Linked DNA regions of Sus scrofa: region 2 is linked to region 1. The links are chromatin contacts, called in public HiChIP or PLAC-seq maps. All regions are on one chromosome and are shown on one strand. Each heading gives the region's core, a stretch centred on a gene start, on an enhancer-like site or on the middle of the called end of the contact. The rest is flanking DNA. Distances are from core to core; before and after follow the strand shown.

Region 1 (7,352 bases), core at 13-2,512:
CTCCTGAGTTGGATTTTGGGGTGTCATTGGTTGTTTTTCCAGTTCTCCAGGTTTGCTTCCAGAAGAGATTTCTGGTGTGATTCAATATATTTTCAAGAGCTTTACTGAAATATAATGGACACAATAAAACCTCACAACCCCTTCTCCCCCATGCTTTCAGGACCTACAACAGAATGGAAACCACTGGGAGCCCCAAAAAGGGGGTGATGTGGGCATCTGATCCCAGGCCAGGCAGCCCAGGTTCGATGGAGACCACTTGGCCTGAGTTCAAAAACAAGGGACCAGCCCAGAGACCCAGGGGCGCTGAGAGTCTCAGCAGGTCATTTTATATCCCGACCCACCTCCTGTTCTGTGCAATTCCTGGCAGTGTGGGTTCCAGAGGTTCTGGCCCAGGGCCCAAGATGGAAGGAGGTGGAGGGCAAGCTGGGCTAAAGCAGACAGGGACATTCGGTCCCAAAGCGGACGGGACAGGGCGCCAGATCCACTGACCCACCTTCCAAAGCCAGAGGTTGGGGTGTTCTTGTGGACCCTCACAATTTTAAATATTGGCTCAACTTTTTCTAACTTCTTCCTTGGGATCTGAATAAACCTGGAGGGAAAAAATGCACATTGGTTAAAAGCCCTTTGAAAGAATGAGGGACTGCATAAAGCTCCCAAAGCTTCCGCGGACCCTTCGGCATCTCTCCAAGAGGGCCTCTGGGTCATTGTCCCACAGCCACGGTGGGGGGAGGGGGAAGAGAGTCTGACCACTGCCCTTAGACCCAGGCCCCCTACCGTCCCTTTTTCTCCTAGACCGCTCCCCCAGCCTCACATCCCATCAAATCTATTCCCCCCCCCCCCCCCCGCTTTTGGAACTTCAGAACATCCAGTGTGCAAAGTCAAGGTTTTCCCTCCACTGAAGCAGGGACAGGGACCCAGGCCCCAAAGCACCGGCCGCCACGGGGCCCCCTCCAGCCCAGAAGGTCAGTGCGCGCCCGCTACACGTTTCCCCAGCCGTTCTCCACGCCTCTGTGAACGGAAAGACAGACCCCGCTGCCCGCCTCGGAGCTGCCTAGCCGAGGCCGGAGACCCGCGTCGCGGAAGCTGGGTGCCGGCCTGCAGCTCTGAGCTCTGGGGGCGGGGCCCAGGTTCGCGCGGGCGGCGACGGCAAGAGGAGCGGCGGGGGCGGGCCGGGGGCGGGCAGGGGCGGGGCGGCGGCGGACTGCGGAGACGCGGCGGCGCGCTGGGCGGCGCAGAGCGTTCTCGGCGCGGCGCGGCGCGGAGCGGAGTGGCCGGCGCGGGGCCGCGGGGGGCGCGGGCCGGGGCCGGGCCGGAGCCGAGCCGGAGCCAAACTGGGGTCGGACTGGGGATCGGGGGCCGGGTGGAGAACAGCCATGGCGCCACGCAGGGCCGCGGCCCGCGCCGCTGCGGGCGGCCTGGGCGCCGAGTAGCCGGGCCGGGCCGGAGCGCGGGCGGCGGCGGCAGAGGCAACTGCTCCCGCGCCCCCCGCCCTCCAGGCCCCGCGCCCCGCGCCCGGGCTGCCGGCAATGGTGACACATGCGGCGGCGGCGCGCTGGCAGCAGGACCATGGTTGAGCGCGCCAGCAAGTTCGTGCTGGTCGTGGCGGGCTCGGCGTGCTTCATGCTCATCCTCTACCAGTACGCGGGCCCGGGGCTGAGCCTGGGCGCGCCCGGCGGCCGCGCGCCGCCCGACGACCTGGACCTCTTCCCCACGCCCGACCCGCACTACGAGAAGAAGTACTACTTCCCGGTGCGCGAGCTGGAGCGCTCGCTGCACTTCGACATGAAGGGCGACGACGTGATAGTCTTCTTGCACATCCAGAAAACGGGCGGCACCACCTTCGGCCGTCACCTCGTGCAGAACGTGCGCCTCGAGGTGCCCTGCGACTGCCGGCCCGGCCAGAAGAAGTGCACCTGCTACCGGCCCAACCGCCGCGAGACCTGGCTCTTCTCCCGCTTCTCCACGGGCTGGAGCTGCGGACTGCACGCCGACTGGACCGAGCTCACCAACTGCGTGCCCGGCGTGCTGGACCGCCGCGACCCCGCCGCGCTGCGCACGCCCAGGTGAGCGCCTGCCACCGATCCCGCCGTCGGGCCAGGGCGGCGGAGTGCCAGCTGGCGGCCGGGCCCGGACCCCCGCCGGGCGGTCCTGGGCCGGCCCTTCCCACCGTGCCCCTCTCTCCTGCCCTCTCGGGGGCCCCCATTCGCCGCAGCCCCTCTGGACCCCTTCCTGACCTCGAGGTGCCCCAGTTGGTCTGCTGCGGCCCGTTGTGGTCCCTGCGCTCTGATTCCGCTCTCACCTCCTCCTCCGTGCCTCTTTACTTTTCCCCACCGCTCGCAGAGCTGCACAGCGCCCGGGCTTCCCGGGGCCCCCGCCCCAAGACCGCGCTGGCAGTCCAGGCTGGCCTATCCTCGGATGGGAACACGCGTTCCTCTGTGTGTGAAGGCCACCTGGTGTGCCACCCTCACTGTTCCGCTCCAGTCCACATCGGAAGTGAGAGAAGTGAAGCGCCCCCCTTCCACGCCCCCCCCCCAGCCAGTCTATCTTGAGAGGGCTGGGGAGGAGCTGCCAGAGGAGGGGGTTGGCTCAGCCTTGCCCAAGTGGCAGGTAGAACAAAGGCCCTAGTGTCACCTGGGGCTGGGGGCGGGGAGGAGGCAGGACTGCCTGCCCCTAAGAGGTGGGCCAAAACGAGGGCAAAGAGGAGCAGAAGCAGGCCAGCAGCAGGCTGTGGGGAGCTGAGCTGGCCAGGGGCACCTGTGCAGCCAGACGCCTTCGCTGGGGGCCCCCACTGCTGTGAAGATTGATCTGGGGGGCGGGGAGCTCTTTTGGGAAGCACTTTGTATGCAGAAAGACCCTCCTCTCTCCCCAGGATACTGGATTTCCAAGGGTTAAAGTTGGGGTTCTTTTTCTTCTGTTTGTGATGGTGCCCTATGGGGTCTTTTCCCCAGGACGTTGGGGCTGGGAAGGGCCAGGAGGAAGGTCTTCTTGCCTGCCTTTTGTTTCTCTTCCACATTTGTCTTAAGACCGAGTTCTCTCTCGGCCAGCCTGGCCATTGGGGAGCTGTGTTCCTCAGCTTTCCTAGCTTGCAGGTGCAGATCTTGGTCCATTTGGAGAATGAAGGTTTGGTATCCAGCCAGCTTGGAACTGTCCTTGCTCAGCCTTCAGTCCTTCCCTCATGGTCTTTCCCAGACTGTCAGCCACTGGGGCCCTAGAGCTGGGGGGAGGGTGTGGCTCACCACTTTCCCTTGGCTGTCCCCCCCACTAGCAGCAGCTCCCAGCCTGAGGGGTAATGTTTTGGTCCCTTAAGGCTATGTCGGTTCTCAGTCTGCCCATCTAGGCCCTTGAAGCCTTGCTTCCTGCCCAGCATTTGGGCTGCACCACGTAGATGTACTTTCCTGGCCTTGTACCAACCCTCACCCCACTACTCCCCAGAGTCCAACACTCTGTGCCAGACCAGGTTGGACCTGGGGGCTGGTAGCCACCCACCCTCACCCCGCTACTCCCCAGAGTCCAACCACTCTGTGCCAGACCAGGTTGGACCTGGGGGCTGGCAGCCACACTGGCCCCTCCAGAGCCCTGGAGGGGACAGTGTGCAGACCTCATTCCAGGACTACTGGAGACCCAAGTCAAGCTTGCCAAGCAGTCCTGGGCTCTAGTTTGCGACCAGGACACTTGTCCTGCGGCCCCACTTCTTGAGGCTGTTTTTCCCTCTGGGTCACCAGGATGAAGGACCCTGGCCTCCGTTTTCCAGAGTTTGTCCACCAGAACAAGAGGCCCAGCCACCCCACAGAAGGGGGCCACCAAGTGCTGCACAAGGGAGGTCAGCACTCCTTCCTCCAGGTGGGCATGTGGAGCAGGAATGGAAGACTCCGTGCGTGGTCAGCTGAGGCCAGCTGCCTCCTGCTGTGGTGGGCCGCCGACCTGCCCGCCCGCTGGGAAGTTGCTGAGCTCAGCAGCATGCCGACCACGGAGGAGGGGTTTCCAGGGTCCTCCTGTGGCCTGCCCTCTGCCGTCTGCTTGGGGAGTGGGTTGTGTTACCAGGCAGGTGACAGCCTTGCTGTCCTGCCATGTCATGCTCCCCCCTTCCATTCTGTCCCCCGCGGCGCTAGGTAGATTGCGTCTTTAAAGAGCCTCCTGGAGAGGAGGGGGGTAACCTTGGCTTTGTGCATTTAATTTACAAGCCCAATGCATGAGGTTCATCTGCTGAGTGCTCTCCTGGTCTGGGGGGTCAGGTTGCAACTCCCCATTGGCCCAGGACCCAGCACCCAGAGGAACGGAGGCAGTGCCCAGCCTCCATGGGATGCCTGGTGTCAGAAGTCTCAGATGTCACACTCAGCCTCCTCCCCATGGCCCTGTGGTGGCAGAGTGACCACCTGGCTGGCAAACTGAGGGGTGACAGGGTGCTCTCTTCCTCCTTTCTGGTCCCTAGGATCAGGCACCTGGTGTGTGTAGGACAAATGCCTCCCTGCTTCTAGAATCCCCACCGTGCCTCTCCAGGCTCTCTGTGCCAAAGTTTGCAGTGCTCTGGGACCTTGCACACAGAAAAGTAAGGGTTTTCACAGCTCCCGTACCTCTGTGCCACGCAGCGTGAGCCCAGGTGGTTCTGGGCTGGGCATGCGTCAAGGTGACAAACAGAGACTGACGGGTTTCCAGCACCTTGCTGGAATGTGGTGTGGAACTTCTGGCATCTGTTGGTGCTTTCAGGCTTGGAAAAAAGGAACAGGTGTGTGAGCAAAGCATTGGCAGGTCACTCATTCATCCTGTGTCTGCCAAGGGAGCTGCCATACCTGCTGGCATCTGCCAGGAGTACTTGTATGGCCCCCTGCAAGGATGGGCCTCAGAGAGGTGTGGCTGTCCATGGCAGCAGGCAGGGGACTAACTGTTGCCAGGGGCCTCTTTGGTTAGAGTGCCTCAGCACCCCCTGCTCCCACGTCACCCCATAGGGTTGAGCTGTTGCTTCTAAGGATCACAACGTTCCTCCTTCCTTGTCCATCGGCCTGAAGGAGATGAGACACAGTCAAGGTCTTGCCTGGATTGCCCTAGAAATGTCCCTATAATCATGGAGGCTTCATTTGGAGCCGCAGAGGTCATCTGGGCCCCAAGCATGGCTTCTGGGCCCCCCTCATGGGGTCCTCTCTGCAGCAGGAGCCCCTGGTAGCTCCCAGCATCATATTGTTACCCAGCAGAGGCTGTGCTTCCTTGCAGGAGGAGGAGCCCTGGCATCATTGGCATGTGCCTTCTCAGGTCCTGCAGCCTCGCTCTAGTCACATCCTCCCTCCTCCCTCCACCTTCGCAAAGTGCCCTCTGGTGCTGTCCTCTGCCCAGTACACCCTCCTCACCTACCACTGCTCTGCTGGCTCCTCCTCCCTCTTCAGCCTCTGCTCTGCTGCCCCTTCCTCCAGGAAGCCTTCCCTGGCAGTGCCTGTTGCCTTAGGTGCCCCTGGCCACTCTGCAGCTGCTATCCTGGCATGTCCACAGCATATTGACACTGGCCGGAGGCAGAACGGGTGCTGCTGACATGTGGCACCACTGAGAACATTCACTTGCTGGTCCCAGAAAACCTTGGGGGTTTCTCACTGGGCCCATCCTAGTTAGATAGGAGCATTTCTGGGGCACTCAACAATTTCCACCTTGCCCTTGCAAGCACAATTTTACATGCAATCAAGGGACAGACGCTGCATTTGCCTGCAGTGGGGGCAGGTCTTACCCAGAGCTGGTTACGGGGACCAATGAACAGGGCCCGGCCACCTGAGGGACATGGTTGTGGTGACACCATGGCCTGAATCATGCAGAGAGATCCTGGGTTGAAATGAAAGGAATCTAAGGTCAAGAAGTTTAGAGCGATCTTCTTTAAAAACAAAAACAACAAAAATTCTTCCTGGTAAGCAGATGCCTAATAAGACAAACTTTCGGAGTTCCCATTGTGGCTCAGCAGTAACAAACCTGACTAACGTCCATGAGGACAGGGGTTCGCCACCTGGCGTCACTCAGTGGGTTAAAGGATCCAGCGTTGCCACGAGGTGTGGTGTAGGTTACAGATGTGGCTCAGATCCCACGTTGCTGTGGCTGTTAGACCGCTAACCTGGGAACTTCCATATGCCACAGGTGCAGCTCTTAAAAAAAAAAAAAAAAAGACAAAACTTTCAAATGACTTTTGGGCAGCCCCTTTCAGTGACACCCTGGCTTGTGAAATCATCAGGCTCCACAGCTCATGTTGTCTTTAAAGCACCATAGAACTGGCAAGACCAGGGCTTTCTGTTCCCTGGGCACTTCCCTTGTAAACACGAGGGTGGTGCCGAGTGGGCTGGACTTGTCTGTTCCCGGGGGTCAGAGGGCCTTCCCGGTGGGTGTAGCTCCCAGCCCCGGGACCTGGGGGCCAGTGAAGCCAGGGTTTCTTTCTCAGTGGCTGGACTGAGAGGTTTGGCTGCCACCCTTGGAAAGTGACAGGCAGTCAGTGGGGGCCTGGCCTTGTCATCCTCAAAGGACCCCGCGCCTTTTTCTTTTACATTCTCTGCTCCTTTTTTTCGTTATTGTTATAAAGTAGTGATTGTGGAGAGAATTGGGAGAAAAGTATGAAAAAGGAAAGTCACCACATTCTTTACACATACATTTTCTTCTTAAAAAATTTTACTTATTTATTTTTAGTTTTTTGGCTGTGTCCAAGGCATGCAAAAGTTTCCAGGGCATGGATTGAACCACACCACAGCAATGACAATCCCTGATCCTTCACTGCTGGGCCACTAGGAAACTCCAGGTTTTCTTTTTATTGTAATTGAAGCCATCATGTAAACTCTCTGCAGATGCTTCTCCATGTCATGAAACATTAATAATTGGGTGGCTGCAGGTGACGCACCCCTGGGTGCACCATAGTCAGTTCTCCTCTGTCGTTGAATATGCAGCTTTCCCATTTCTGCTTCTGTACCTAAGGCCACAGTGGACATCCTTGTACATCAAACATTTGGCATAGCCCTGATTTCCTTCAGAAATTCCTAGGAGTGGCATTTCTTTGTTGAGACTGGTCTGAATGTTTAAATGCTCTCCATGTAAATGTTAAGTTACTTTTCAGAAAGTCTTCCCCTGACTCTGTAGTCAGGCGTGGTCTTTGAGTGTTTGTGTTAAATATTGGGTTTAAAGGGTTTGCTGTCACATGTGAGCGGACTGTCTCTATCTGTGGTTTATGAAGTCCCGTGTGACGAGTGGCACCCTTGGGTGGCCCATCACTTTGGCTGTGCCCAGCCACCCCACATGTCTGCCCATCTGGTCACAGATGTCTGCCTGTGACCCCTGCTTAGTGCGAGGGTGCAGTTCTCTGCCATCTGGGGCTGAAAGAGAGGTGATGAGGAGCCAGGGTC
Region 2 (6,971 bases), core at 2,902-5,401, 59 kb after region 1:
GCCTGGAGCAACAGTCTTTATCATCTTTTGCACCCGATGCCTCAGGGAATCAAGTGAAAGTTGTTGATCATCTCTCTGGAAAATGTAAAACCCCCAGATACCTATACCCACAAAATATGCACACAGCCTCAGAGATTTGCTGCCTCCAGGAAGCTCACCATTAACTTACTGATGTAAGAATGCCTATGGTACAGTGTGTCACCTCCACGCAGGACCAGAGTGAGGAGGCAGCCACTCCAGGTACTGGGACAGCTTGTTAACTGGGGTGTGGTGGGAATAAACCAGTGAGTGACAAGTTCTCCAAAAGGGACAAGTGCCTCCAACGCGCCTCTAATAGACAGCAGCTTGCTACCCTTGGGACTTGTCATTGTGTGCCTCTCCCCCAAATTCCATAAGTTGAAACCACAGCCCCCCCAAACTTTGAAAATAGGGCCTTTAAGGAGGTAACTAAAGGTTAAATGAGGTGATATGGGTGGAGCCCGCATCTAATAGGACTGAGGTCCTTATAAGAAAAGGAGTTCCCACTGTGGCCAGTGGGTTAAGAATCTACTGCAGTGGCTCAGGTTGCTGCAGAGGTGTAGGTTTGATCCTCAGCCTGGTACAGTGGTTTAAAGGATCCAGGGTTGCCACAGCAACAGTGGTTGTAGATCCAATCCCTGGCCCAGGAATGCTGAGAGTACAGCCATTTTTTAAAAAAGGAGTTCCTGTTGTGGCTCACTGGGTTAAGAACCCGACTAGAATCCATGAGGATGGAGGTTCGATCCCTGGCCTCACTCAGTGGGTTAAGGATCCAGCATTGCTGTAAGCTATGGTGTAGGTCACAGATGAGGTTGGGATCTGGAGTTGCTGTGGCTGTGGTATAGGCCAGTAGCTGCAGCTCCAATTCCACCCCTAGCTCAGGGAACTTCCAGATGACACAGACACAGCCCTAAAAAGGAAAAAAAAGATACCACAAAAAAGAGGAAGAGACATCAGAGGAAAAATCCAGGTGAAGACACAGGAAAATATGCCCAACTACAAGACAAGGAGAGTAGTCTCAGGAGAAACCAACCTGCAGATACCTTGATCTTGGACTTTCAGCCTCCAGAATGGTGAGAAATGGTGAGAAACTGCTTAAGCCATATCCAGCCTGTGGCATTTTGTTAGGAGCCCCGGCTGACTGAGAGAGTGCCCATGCAGCCAAGGGCAGCTGGACAGCTGGGGGGACTGGTGTGGTGGTGAGTGAGGTGTCCACCCAGCACAGCCTTTTTCACACCCTACACAGTCCTCCCAGGGAAGCCGGCCCTCCTGCCTGCTGGCCTGGCAGAGCGGGTCCCTCCAGCACTGCCAGGCCCAAATCAAGGCCCCCACCAACAACATCTGCTTGTCTTCCAGACCCCTTGGTCCACTTTAGGGACCACCATTTTTTCTCTGGTTGTGAAAGTTAGATTTACCTAGTAAATTTCACTCAGAAAGAAATCACAATCTCATAGTGGAAATTAAGACCATCCAAATGAGAACCAGCAAAGATCAGTTATTCAGAGGTTGTGTACCAGTGGAATTAGCCACCATCATGTGCATTTTGGTAAAGATTCAAAGGCAGACAGAGGAGTCAGAGAGGTTTATTGCAAAAAAGAATGGCAGGTTCAGGTGTGCCTTGAATGGAGCAGAAGTTAAGTGTTGAATCTAGGTAGTAGGTGTATGGGTGTTATTCTAACTGGTTTTTCAATTTATTTATTTTTTCTTTTTTGGTCGCCCTGCAGCATATGGAATTCCCAGGCCAGGCATCAGATTCGAGCTACAGTTTCAACCTATGCCACAGTGTGGCAACGCTGGATCCTTAACCCACTGTGCCAGGCTATGGGTCAAACCACATCTCAGAACTCCAGAGACATGCTGATCCCATTGCATCACAGTGGGAACTCCTTGACTGTTAGAAAAATTTCAGAAGAAGTTGGGAAAAATGCTGGCACTGCAGTTTTTTAAACATAATGTTGACCGACAAATTGCAGAACATGAATCACTAGCTTGAATAAAAAATCCCACAACTTCATTTTTATTTACGTGTCTCCACATTTTTTTTTTCACACAACAGTGCCCAGGGGTCAGGGTTCAGCCAGTTGTGGCCTATCCAAGCTGAACAGCCCTGCCACTGTCCTTCAGGAGGCCACTGACCGCCAGTCCTTGCAGAAGTGGCAGCCCTACTTCCTAGGTACACACATTTGACAGGCAGCTGCAGACAGCTTCCTGGGAGGCCAGTGCTCAGGCAGCCTAGCCCCTGGCCCCCTCCTCCCAACTCAAACACCCGACCTCCCTCTTGGGTAGAATTGGCCTCCAATCCTGAGGGAGATGCTCATTGCATCTCCAGCCACAGCTGCCCTGTCACACTTCAGTGCAGCCAACTCAACCTTTGTCCCTGTCCTCCACCCCCAGCTTCATGGTCGTAAGCCCCCCCACACCCCCACTCCAGCTTCAGGACAGCCACACAAGGCCAAGTGCTATTGAGGCGTGTGTGTGTGTGTGTGTGTGTGTGTGTGTTTTAAAGTGGATTAATCAATCAACCAAGTTGTATCTGCTGGGCCTGATGGTTTTTTGGTTGGGGTTGGGGGAGGGCTGATGTATTTTAACAGATGCTACCCAACTGCTTCCCTAATGTCCAAACCCAGGAAGAACTGTGCTCTTTTTCTGCAGTGGACAGAGGTCCCCCTTATGCAGGGCTTTCACAGCTGCACAGGGACCAGTTTGCTCCAGCTCCCCACATGTTCCACATAGATCTGTGCAAAGCCTCCCTCAAAACCACGTCCCATTGTTTCTCTGACTTTTCTCAGGCCCAACTAAACTTCATCAGCTGATCAACACTGCTGGGTGTAGATAAAAAAAAAATCACAGCCAAATTCCCCTGTAGAGTTTTGCCTCAGAGAAGAAACGCTGCCTATTAGTGGTCCAGAGGACAAGAGGAGCTTGGACCTCCAACCCTAATAGGGATGGAGTAGGATAGTTACTCCGGTAGTTTGTAGAAGTCCCAAAAGGTACCATAGATAGAGAGGGAAACCTAGGGAACTTTGGGAGATCACTGTGAGTTAATAATCACTTAAGAAAGCCATCGGATCGAAGTAGGCTTACCACAAATAAAAGCAGGAGATATGCCTTTCAGGTCATTACCCTTTATGACCAAGTGCAGGAGTTTAAGGACCGCTCTTCCGCTGATTTGAATAAGCACCATGACAGTCCTAGTTTGACCTTTTAGGGTCAAATACCCTCTTACCAGATACCAAAGAGGAGCTACTGCTCAAAGAAAGAAGAAGAGGCAGTCTTTTGCCACCCCCACTTCCCTTGGGTTATAAAACTGTCACCCAGCTACTCCCCAGGGCAGAGCCTCCTTGCCTGTCCACTTGCGCCTCTCACAAGCATCCTATCTTAATAAATCAATCTATTTCTTGCCTATCACTTTGTCTCTCACTGAATTCCTTCTGCACTGAGGCACAAGGAAGCCAAACCTCAGTAAGTGCAGACACTGGGTAAGTGATTCTAAATTAAAAACCATAGGTTCAAGTTCCAATCTGGATTCTGGCTGGGTAAGAATCTCTGCATGTGAGTTCAAGTCCTGGTCTGGGGTTCTGGCTGGGTTTGAGTCATAAGTGTTGTCATTTTCACACCTGTCCCTCCCTCTCCACATATCCAGCCCCTCTAGTTTCCTGTTTCCCCAGAGGGAGCTGGCAAACCACACACACCTGTGGCCACCCTGCCTGAGGGTATTATCAGAGGCAGAATCATCTAAACCACGTGTCTCTCTCAGATCCGGAGAGCCCTTAGCGTCTCAGAAATACCTAAAGTGTCCATTTATTGAGTAGACCGGTCCAAACCTTAACAAGTAAGTATATGGTAAGAACTTAGTAGCTGTTTGAAAGTCATGTACATGAATTTTAAGAGACTTTTTATTTCATTTTTACATAACTGCAACCATTAGTTATTAATGGGGTATGTGGACTTTGGGGGCGCTGCACAGCTTCTCAATCCTCGCAATCAGATTGTATGTAGCCTGCCCCAGGGTGACTTCCACATGGCACTGAAACTCAGCTTTACGAAGACAGGGTCATGGCTTAAAGGGCTGCAGTGTCGTCTGATGTGAAGACAGCATCTCCCAGCGTGTCCAGCAGAGGGCGCGCCTTCCCCAGAACTGAGCATGCGCAGCTAGCGCTTCTCCCTCCCCCGGGCTCCGGACTCCTGGCCCCCTGCCCCTCCGCCTGGGCCAGCAAGAATCAGGTAAAGTATGGAAGAACAGGAGGGTCCTGGGCTGGGACGTTGTCTAACCAGGTAGGAGCCTGCTTCAGGGGTCGTCGCTAGCATAGAGCACAGGCGCCGGGGTCCCTGCTCCCGAGACCCCACCTGTGCGCAGCTTGTTCCCAGGGGCCTGGGATGAGGTAGAAAGATGCCGCCTTAGGGCCAAAAGGGGACCAGTGGCGGGACGCGCTCCAGCCGCACGACTTTCTTAGGCCACCTCCGGGGGCGGACCCTGACAGACCGCGGGAACCGCAGGCAGCCCCTGGGCCACGTGACACAGAACGCTAGACGGAGGCGCTCTGGCAGTGAGCCAGGTGTGGTCCATGGTGCGGCTGCTGCAAGCCTGCACCGGCCCTGGGTCTGTCTCTGCGATCTGCAGTCCTAGGAGCCATCCCCGGGCTGGGGCCCCAGCCTCGAACACAGCTGAGGACAAAGAAGATGCTCTGCAAAGGCGTTTAAAAGAATTCAGAAAGAAGACAAAAAATACACAAGCCGTGTTCAAAGTATTTAGTTTTGAAGTGAGAATATAGGCTATTTTCTTGTGTTTCTGTATCTTTTAGACTTTCTAAATTGCGTAGATATCACCAGGATAAACGTTTTAAAGCAGTGGTTTACTCACAAAGCATTCCTCTCCATCTAGGAGGGCTAAAGTCTGAAAAGGAAGAATGCAAACTCCAGGGGCCTGGACGAGTTAGGTGAATGAGAGGGCAGAGCTGAACAAAAGGCAATAGGGAGAGGTGGGGACTACAGAGAACCATTTGCTCTGAAGGAAGCAGACCCCCTCCAGCTCCAGCTCATCTTTAATCTTAAAATCCTGAGGGCTGGCGGGTTTTACAGATAGGAAAAGGGGAGGGTAGAAGCAGCTGCAAGAAGCTCCCATGAGAGGGCAGGAGGTGCAGGAGAGCGGGGTGCTGGCGCCACCTGCCGTCTCCGTGGTTGCACCTTCCAATGAGCAGCACCCTGACCCACCAGCGAGTGACTGAGGAGTACTTCCACTCGCCACCGCCCGCCTCCTTTCATCTGCTCAGCAAAGCGAGTTGTCTGACCTCTCAAAGACTTTGTAAGAGGGGCGAGGGGGGCAGTGAAAACTCCTAGGAGGTGGCCTTGGGGCAGGGAAAGATTTCTTAAGGCAAAAAAGAACATAAACAAAAAAAAAATGCGCTTTTAAACTTGTTACAATAAAATTAAGATGTTCTGGTCTTTAAAAGACACTGAAGAAAATGAAAATCAAGCAACAACTGGAAAAAAGAAAACAAAGATATTTAGAATATATATACCTAAAAAAATTTGAAACTTTATATATTTTTATTTATTTTATTTTTTTGCTTTTTCGGGCTGCACCTATGGCATATGGAGGTTCCCAGGCTAGGGGTCGAATCCGAGGTACAGCTACTGGTCTACGCCACAGCCACAGCAACATCCAATCCAGCCGAGTCTGCAACCTACACCACACCTCACGGCAACACTAGATCGCCAACCCACTGAGCAAGGTCAGGTATGGCACCCACATCCTCATGGTTACTAGTCAGGTTTGCGAACCGCTGAGCCACGTAGGGAACTCCCAAGGGAAAGAATTCTTTACAGACCAAACCTCTGTCCTTAAGAGGCACACCAGGCTCTCCCGTCCCCATGGATGTGAAAAGATGTGCAAGAGCTATACACCATAAAGTACAAAACATTGCTAAGGTAAGTTAAAGAAGAACTAAATAAATGGAGAGAGACTCTGTTCAAGACACAGTATTGTTAAGATGTCAGTTTTCCCCAAATTGATCAAAGGTTAATGCAGTCCTAACCAAAATCCCAGCAAGCTTTTTTTTTTTTTTGTAGAAATTGACAAGTTGGTTCTAAAGTGTACACGGAAATGCAGAGACCCTAAAATAGCCAAAATAACTGAAAAAGGTCTTAACACTACCTAACTTCAAGACTAATTAGAAAGTAGCAGAAATGAACACAGGGTGATATAGATATGAAGATGGACATATATAGATGAATGGAACAACATATAGAGCACATAAATAGACCCAATTAATTATTAACAAACGTACCAAGGCAGTTCAGTAGAGAACAGATAATTTTTCCAACAAATAGCAGTATGAAAAACAAAACATCTTAATCTTTTACCTCTCACCATAGACAAAAATTAACTTGGAATAGATCATAAATGTGTGAGAGCTCAAGTATAAAACTTCCCGAAGAAAACTTGGGGAAAAAAATTTAGTGACTGTTCTGGTTTTTTAAAAGATTTATGTTCACAAATTCTCTGATATTCCTTCTTTCAAGATGTAGAGGAGTTCCTGTGGTGGCTCAGCGATAACGAACCCGACTAATAACCATGAGGACTTGGTTTCGATCCCTGGCCTCACTCAGAGGGTTAAGAATCTGGCCTTGCCGTGAGCTGTGATGTAGGTGGCAGACACGCTTCAGGTCCCATGTTGCTGTGGCTGTGTTGTTGGCCAGCAGCTACAGCTCTGATTCGACCCCTAGCCTGGGAACATCCACATGCCTCAGGTGCAGCCCTGAAATGACCAAAAAAAAAAAAGTAGAGCTTAATTTTCCTCCTCCTAAATGTGGGATGGACTTAATGATCCACCTCTAGCAGATAGAATTAGGCAGAAGTGATGGGCTATCCTTTCCCAGATTAAGCTATTAAAAGACTGCAGCTTCTACCTTGGGTATTCACTCACCCTCCCTTTCTTTCTCTCCCCTCCTCT

The links. HiChIP or PLAC-seq counts read pairs in DNA pulled down with a chosen protein or histone mark.
Region 2: an H3K27ac HiChIP or PLAC-seq map of skeletal muscle shows a contact between it and region 1. The contact joins the enhancer-like site here to the promoter of HS6ST1 in region 1. A contact is called at or near these places in 1 of 5 promoter capture datasets (liver), 14 of 47 Hi-C or Micro-C datasets (alveolar macrophages, brain, embryonic fibroblasts and 5 more) and 2 of 2 datasets of contacts at active chromatin or transcription factors (alveolar macrophages and skeletal muscle).

The regions. Positions count from the first base shown.
Region 1 is chr15:59,065,186-59,072,537 of Sscrofa11.1, forward strand. HS6ST1 (heparan-sulfate 6-O-sulfotransferase 1) reads left to right here and starts at 1,263. Exons shown (of 2, transcript XM_003133399.6): 1 at 1,263-2,063. The coding sequence starts at 1,537.
Region 2 is chr15:59,121,695-59,128,665 of Sscrofa11.1, forward strand. No RefSeq gene overlaps it. Among named protein-coding and RNA genes, the nearest start is that of HS6ST1, 59 kb to the left of the region's middle. Within about 2 kb of position 4,152, at least 52 of the 83 cell types and tissues checked have an H3K27ac peak or open chromatin away from gene starts, as enhancers often do. A contact at or near this core is called in alveolar macrophages, brain, liver and 1 more, where this site is marked.